Regions from separate parts of the Hordeum vulgare genome. Here region 1 is linked to region 2. The links are chromatin contacts, called in public Hi-C maps. All regions are on one chromosome and are shown on one strand. The core of a region is the stretch at or near the end of the contact, and the rest is flanking DNA. Distances in the headings are between cores, read along the strand shown.

What was found. A called contact is a pair of places that touch in the nucleus more often than the background predicts.
Region 1: a Hi-C map of leaf shows a contact between it and region 2, with 6 times the contacts expected there. The contact joins two enhancer-like sites. A contact is called at or near these places in 3 of 6 Hi-C or Micro-C datasets (leaf and an unstated tissue).

What each region holds. Positions count from the first base shown.
Region 1 is chr7H:564,553,381-564,557,483 of MorexV3_pseudomolecules_assembly, reverse strand. No RefSeq gene overlaps it. Among protein-coding and RNA genes, the nearest start is that of LOC123414357, 4.2 kb to the left of the region's middle. Within about 2 kb of position 2,658, at least 1 of the 3 cell types and tissues checked has open chromatin away from gene starts, as enhancers often do. A contact at or near this core is called in leaf, where this site is marked.
Region 2 is chr7H:564,358,058-564,362,157 of MorexV3_pseudomolecules_assembly, reverse strand. No RefSeq gene overlaps it. Among protein-coding and RNA genes, the nearest start is that of LOC123411269, 14 kb to the right of the region's middle. Within about 2 kb of position 2,462, at least 3 of the 3 cell types and tissues checked have open chromatin away from gene starts, as enhancers often do. A contact at or near this core is called in leaf, where this site is marked.

The DNA.
Region 1 (4,103 bases), core at 1,409-3,908, 200 kb before region 2:
CAGCCTGTAGTTTTTGTTTCTTCACTTTAATGATATTTAGTTTTTTTTTCCAAAAATATGGAAAATTTAGAAACATTTAATTTTTTTTATAAAACATTCAAAATTTTACACAATTATAGAAAGTATTTTTTATTTTAAAAACATGTTCGTAATAGTCTGGTGGGATTCATTCAAAGGTCAAGACAGAAGAAAACAAACAATGTCTGATGGGATCCCTGGCCACACGTGACGTTCTAGTGTGCGACGAAGCTGCCTTATCTAAGGCATGGGCTTCATATTTCGTCTCCCTATTTTCAAAGCGGAAACTATAACATTTTACAAAGTCTGTAGCTCTATTTCTAATCTCATTCAGAACTAAAGCCAAAGAAGAAGAAAACAGAGCTAACTACAAAGGGTAAGAGCAACTCTAGCAGACCTCGCAAAAGAGGCAAACCCGTAAAATTCCGGCAAGTATGCGGGTTCGGCCCATTTTTTCGGTCAGAACAGAGCCCGCATACTTGCTCGGGCCGTAATTTTTTTTGCCGTGGCCCGCAAAACGTACGCCCCGACCACTATATCTACAGTTCTGCGGCGTGTTTGCGGGTCAAAACCCTATCCCCCGCCGTCGCCGAGCCCCCGCGATTCCCCACCCCTTCTCCACATTTTTCACCGCCGGCGACCACCTCCCCCGCCTCCAGTCGCAATGTGGAGCTCCGGACGCGGCTCCGGCAGCAGATCCGGCGACGGAAGTGACCCGGAGCGCGAGCGGCGCGTCCGCTCGGACGCCACGAGGAAGCGCGGGGCCCGGAGGTGGACCAACCGAGGTATGTCGCCGCCGGCGAGCTTCCTCGTTCGGGAGACCGAGGAGTACGACCGTCGGCATGGCTCGTCCTCGGTCGCGGGCTCGTCTTACGCCGGTAGCTCCTCCTCTTCCGGCGCGCGCCCTCTCCCTGTGAAGAGGCAGTGGTCGGAGGAGCCGGAGGACGTCGTCGCCGTCAAGGAGGAGCGCGAGGAGCTCGGCCGCCGCGGAGTCATCGGGCCGGAGGACTTCGTCGCCGACGTGGACGCGGTTGCGGCCGCCATTGCCGAGCGTAGCTTGCACGAGGAGGCGGAGCGCCGGCGCCACGACGAGGAGATCGAAGACCTCCAGTGGCGGCAGGCGGTCGAGGCCAACCTCGCCGCCAAGGCGAAGGACGACGAGTGACGGCGCATCCGCGAGGAGCAGAGGGCGATGTACATCGATCTCTGCAGCTCCGGCGAGGAGGACTGAGCTCGTACTGATGTAGTATGTAGTATGTAATATTTGTAGTATGTAGTATGAACTTTTCGGGAAACTATATTTTCAAATTATGCAGTTTCATGTATGGTTTCTGCTCGACCACGCTCATTTTCGACCCGTAAACGAGATCTTAGTGAAACTGCAAACGCGTTCTGCGGGTCGAGATTTTGCGGGGTCTGCTAGAGTTGCTCTAAGGTTTGTATTGTAAAAATGCAGCCGGGCAAGTTTCTACAGTGCCCATGTCTGTCTCTTGGCAGGTATAATCACACTGCATTGTCTCTGAGAAAAGATAACCACACTGCTTTGCGTAGGAAAAAGGTAATTACACTGCACATGAAAACGAATCTGACCACAACAGAGATCTAATTCTATCCTGCATTATCTCGATCGATCTTCCGCGCCAAAGCATTCAGGAATCGATCACATCCCTCAGATCCCCAATCGTCTACGCGAGAAGCACCAGACCAGGGAGGTGCATGCACTTGTGCAAGCATGGATGACGACTCATCGGCAACCTCCAAAGTCTCAAAAATGGACAAACGATCCCGGCTTAGTCGGCGGCCACCAAATCCGATTCCCCGGCCATATAGATGCCCTATCGATCCTCCTCCAGCACGCCTTTATGCTGCGCATGTGAGTGGAGAAACAAAATGGGCACGACATGTTGGTGTCAACTCAACTCAAGTCCAGTCATTAGTCTTTGGGAGTATGTATACTCGGACCAGTCTCTCACACGCATGAAAGTTAGGCACGGAGTTGGCTATCTGGAAGCATTGCCATGCTTAGCCAATCCGTTTAGGGAAGTTCGTTTCGCCTACGGTTCACTCACACGCGATCTCCTTTGCTGAATTTGTGATCGTCTCTGCGAGGGGAAAGGAAGTGTGACCGCCTCGTGATTATAGAAGGCTGCACCCGCACGTTTCGAGCAGAGATGCTGAGCATGAAGCCATTTCTAAAGCGGCATAAAAGTATATTGCACCCAATGCATGAGAAGACACCACTTGATCTCCCAGAATGCGCACAACAATTTCGAGATCAAAGTGGAATGCGATCCGCCATTCTGCCACAGCCAACGGAGTTACTAGCAACTCTGATCACAAGTATATATACGGTTCACTAACAAAAGAACCTGAACCCAAGTAGCAATCCGGATAAGTAAACATCACGTCAAATCAAACCAAATCTGGAAGGTCGTCCAGTAATTCGGTTCTCTTTCTTTCGCTCCTTTTGGAACCCGTTCGTCCAGCGACCGAGGCCGAGCGCGTCGACGGAAGGGAGCACGTCGTTTTTCAGTAATGTCTCTGGCCCGTCGGCAGAAGTCGACAGAGGCATGAAAACAACAGTGCTACATGTATATACGACATGCTCTCCCCATCGGAGGTCGAGTTCTCCTTTTCACCGTGGATCGGTCGCGATCACCTCGTGCGGTTCTGTGTCGCTGTTGCTGCAAATCAAGCTGTTGTTCCACCAACAAGTTTCCGCATCGATCGATCTCCCCCGCCGCTTTGCTCATCGATCGATCTCCCCAGCCGCTTTGGTCATCGATCGATCGCCTCTCTCTTTCCAACTAAACTGGGCATGTATTAACTAGTTGATGTTGTGTTAATCAAGTGATTCATGTGATCACTCCATCAAATATAAAAGTGTTAAACACTATATGAACTAGGCGATACCCGTGCGTTCATACGGAATCAGTTGCAATATATTTCAATATATTTAGATTGATAACAGGAGAACCAAAATTAAAAACACACATGACTGAGTAGTTGTAAAATATTTAGTGAATATAAGCAGAATAATAGAATAAAAAGATATTTTCCCCATGCATAGTTGCCTGTGGTGGTGGGTCTTTTTTCAAGGGTTGCATGTGGAGGTGGGTCTTATCCCATCCATAATTCTAAGGCACTTATCTGTACCGGCGCGTCGGTCGAAACTTTCTGCCGGTCGCATGCGAGCCGTTAGATCCGCTAGATCGAATCCTGTTTAACCGTCAGATCTGTTCATGCAGCAAAAATCGTCGATGGTAGCAAAAACAAGCAGCGATGTAGCAAATTTCGACCACGGATGCAACAAAAACATGGTTGTAGCAAAAAATATCAATGTAGTCGTAGCAAAAAAAGACGTTGATGATGTTTGATAGCAAAATAAAATATGGGTTGTAGCAAAACAATTCGGTGAACTCGGGTTGCAACTCTCACGAACGTGTATGTATCTTTTTTAGTGAACAGTTATAACAAAATAATTAATACCGGTTGTAGCAAAAATAAACATTGATTGCAGCGAAAACCAAAAAAATAGTCGTCGTCGTCGCAGCTCCGCCACCATAGATGTAGCAAATTCAATCGCCGGTAGTAGCAAAAATCACCAAGGATTAGAGTAAAAACAGAAAAAATGGTCGTTGTTGTTGCAGCTCCGCCACTATGGATATTGCAAAATCACTGTTGGTAGTAGGATAAAAATTTAATAACAGTTGCAGCAAAAAATAATGCCTCGAAGCAGAGGAAGGGGGTCGCTCGTACGACCCGCACGGGACCGGCCGAACATTTCGGCCGGTGCGCCGTCGAAAAACGTTTCCCATAATTCTATAATGATGTGACATGCTAGCATGTTAAGATAAATAAGTTAATGGAGATGAACCTTTTAAGTATATAGGATGACACCGCATTCATATGCCCCCGGTCTACTGAGGCCGGACCCTCCCCCGCTCTGCGCCGCTGGCCACCCCGGCCGCGGCGGCCACCACCTGCAGTCTCCATGACGCGCAGGCCTCCAGCAAGATCCGCCGGTTCTTCCCCTGCTCGACGCGGACGCAGCCCCTCCCGCGCGCCCGTCGGTCTGTCGGCAG
Region 2 (4,100 bases), core at 1,213-3,712:
GATGCCGATGCGGCTGTCCCCGCCTGCCCCAACCCGGGCCGGAGAAGGCGTGAAAGAAAAGCCATGTCGCGTGACGCCTGTTGGTGTGGTGCGTGCTTCTGCTCTGCGCACTCCCCCATTCCATCAATCGATTCCTTGCACATCCGCAATGCCAGCCGTGCCACCGGCTGTACACTTGTTTTCGGCACGCTCCCTGGACATTACCCAACGTCCCGAACGCAGCAGCAGCGGCAGCTTGAACTGCTCCGTTCTAGTGCCACCGTTTGCCACGATCCAAGAGTCCAAGAGCCGGAGCACCTAAAAGCACAAGATCTTGGGGCGCAGGCCCGTGATCTGCGCCCTTTGCACGCCTAATGCGCTCTTGGCCGGTTAAACAATCGCGAACAGCATTTGCTTTGGAGCAGTAATCATGCGAGAAAAGGACGGGCCCTCGTCGTGGATGTCCAAGCCAGCCGACCCATACTCCACGCCCGCCGCCCCCAACCGGAAATGCGCCGTCGCGGAAAGATGCCACAAGTTTTCTCCGTTCATCCTTGTGGCCGATCGGCTTCTCGCTAAAGTTTACTCGTGTGGAGTGCTAACAGATAACCTAGAATGCGCGCCGTTTCTTGAGTTATTCTCTTTGACAAAGTTTGGGGTAAGCTTATGAGGAGTATGATTGAGATGAGAGCGTACCGGAAACGACAGCCCGGTGTCAGCTTGTGCTTGCTCCTTCGTTCCCACACGGCCGGTGGCATGCTATGATTGGGTCGGGCCCTAGCTTGACCGGCCAACCCGAACCTGAAGGTCCAAGCGGCACCGTCGTCATCTCCAATCAAAACAATCGCACTGCTCGTTCTACGTCTGGTTTGCGTACACCAGAGCAGATAGAACCAAACAGAATTAGCTACGTAGCAGAGAAGCGCGGGTGGTTCGGATCTGAGAATCCCCGGGAAGGTACTGTACAACACAACGACCGGAGCAAAAGTCATGGGGGCAGCGCGTGATTTGGCGCATCCACTGGCAAGCAATCAGGAGGCCGCAAATGTGCATCCATTGGGCATTGCCGTGTATGCCCAATGGAATGTTTTGGATTCTGTTGGCACCCTCCACATGACAGCCTCGCATGGAATGTTTTGCCCTCTCGCGTTCCGAACGCCAAGGGCCTCCCTCCCACCGTCCTACTCCTACGTAGTCGGGCAGCACAACGACACAAGTTGCCAAATCATTGCCATTCGTTTTTCTTTCAGCGGGAGAATCATTTTCAGTTCAGTTTGCTGAACCATGCTCACACGAAGCCAAGCCAAGCCATTTTTGTCCCAACACACGGATCTGGTGCGGGGTGGATGCGGCAGGAAGAGATTTTTTTTTCTTTATTTTTGTCCCCACCTAAGTCTAACCCAAAAAAGCACCTTTTAGGTGGGTTAGAGTTTTTGGATGGGTTAGATGCACCAAAAAAGCACCAAAAAATCTAACCCTACCTGTTTGGATTTTTGAGGGTTAGATTGCTCAACTTAAACCCAATCTAATTCTAACCCTAAGATTCAAATAGGGCCATTGAATTTTTAAATAGACAGAGACGGAGGAAATAATGGCACCACTGGCGAGGGCGACCTTGGGAACTTGCAAGCGAGACCGTAATTACTCGCCCTTGACCGACCCAGCAACGTCACAGGTCTTGGTCGCAAGCTGTAGTACGACTACGAGCACGGGTAGGGCGATTCCTGCCCCGTCCAATCACACACGAATCTCCAGGTGGAAAACCAAAGCTTCTGCTCCTCCTTCGTCAGCCAGCCCCGCAGTCCGGCCCGCCCGGTCGAACCTGGGAGGCCCCACGCTGCGCGTTTCAGGGAACACCAAAACCGGCCCGGGACCCACACCGCACCACGCAGCAAGTGCCGTACATGCTCCTACTTATTCTTCGCATTACCGTATGTACTCCTAGGAGTACTGTATGATCTTTGTGATTGGTACGTGCGTGCTTGTATTCTACAAACACATTCGAAATTGTGCTACTCCTATGCTGAATGCGCATTTCCCAGTTTTAGTGCGGGTTTTTATTATGGGTAAAGTACCCAAACTGCCCACGTAAATGATTGTGCATGTGAAGTGGCTATATCTATTACTACTCCAATCATCCATCCAATTAAGCCAAAACCCAAGTCTCTACTAATAAAACATGGTGCACCACCGTCGGTCCATTATTTTCTGGCGTGTTCGTTGTCGTGCGCTGTCCGAGAGAGTCAGAGAGCAGTTGCGCCGATGTGTTTTACCGTCCTTGCCGGTCCCGAAATAACATTCGCAAGATGGAGCAGACTGCTCATTTTTATCACCGTGGGCCAAAGTTCATGCAGATCCAGCCCAACGAGTAGTAGTGGTAGAAAATAAATCCTGTCGCTCTCCCAGGCCCGACACGCACTGGGCAGGTGACAGCGTCAGCGGCATAATTGTATAACCCCGCCGTTTTCCAGGGGTCGTGTTTACAAGTGGCAGCGATTAGCTACGCCATTTCTGGTGGTTTAAGTACGGATTAGGAGTCCAGTCGCTGTCCCGGCGTACGTACGTACTCCGTTGTTTTTGCCCCTTCTAATCGTCCGTGTAGACCCTCCTGATGATTCCACATCGCTGGCCAAGCGTAGCACGCTGTACTACTACTACCACTATTATCTGAGAATCTGATGGTGAAATTTGGTACAGTAGCACTGCAAATCCATCAGCTCGAGACTTTGGGCAAGCGAAGGTCAGCGTGTTCCGCGTGACCCTCGCTCCCGACGCAACGGGTTCTGCGTGCTTGGCTCGACATTTTTGTGGCCTGCGCTCCGCGCTTTGCAACGGAAAAGCCGCGGTACTTTCGACGATAATTCAGTCACTGGACGGAAAGTGTGGGTGTTCTGGGCACGCGGGCAGGGAGAAAGGGATCCGCGAAGCCACCGTGATTGCGCTCGCGCGCGGGTGTGTGTGTGTGTGTGGTGTGGTGTGGTGTGAGTGATGATGTGTGCGGCTAATCTTTTTGCAAATTCGAGCCGCCGTGGCCGTCCCAGGTCACACGGGTGACCGCGGGACAGAATGATATGTCTGGTGTGTCATCCTGTCTCCTTGTTTGTACCAAGTGATAATGGATAAAATCGACCATTTGATAAGATTACAATCTCCTTGTTTGGAGTATAAAATATGGAGTAACTTAGATCATCTTTAACGGCGATCCGTAAACACCTTCCTTATCTTTGTCTGACGGCTGACTCATACTTGCACAGGAGCCGCTCACCTCCTGTTGTACCGTGCGAAGGGCCTACTTGGTCGCCTTTGAAGGTGCCCTTGCCTCTGATGACGGAGCAGTTGCTAAGTGACCACTCTTTGTCTATCTTGATGAGCTCATCGTCAAGGCAGCGGCGGTGCCTGGCGGTCAACTCCGCGGTGGTAACGTAGCGGTCGAGCACCCACTCCGCGGTGAGGTACTGATCGTTGCAAACCAATTCTGGCGCCATGTTTGTCTTTGCCGCGGAGCGGCGACCGACATTGCGGCGGTCGTACCCCGCATGATGTCGTGACGTGCGCTCGTATTCGGATATCATGGCCCGAGAGCCGAACGCACCACTGCCTTCGAGGTAGTGAAGGATGAGGCCACGCGTCTAGGTGACCGAGGAGGGCACCCCCTCCTTTATCGGGTGACACAGGCTTCGTGGTGGCGAGGAGGGCTCTGCTCTGTTCAGAAGGGGGGTGCGGATTTGTTCGTCGTTGGCGCACGACTTAGATATCCGCGACTAGATCAGACGGAGGGGCAGCTAGCCCGCTTCAATGCGGTGCATCGACCGGAACTCATTTCTCGGGACGCGGCGTCTACATTGAAGCGGCAGCGTCCTGGAGGTTGCGTCCGCGTGTGTCGTCTTTTCCGATCATATCACAAATATTAATGCCCTTATGCTTCTGGTCTTTAAAAATTGATTGTGAATTGGCTTGAGGCTCCTCACAATGTCGTGTGTGTGTGTATAGTCGACAGGAACTTGCAAAGGATGGTGGGCATAAAATGCGACTCCATCTAAGGGGTAGGGCTAGGGTTTTGTATTCATTAATCTGGACCACGGTAATCTAGTTTTTAATGTAAAATGACTCAAAGCAATAAA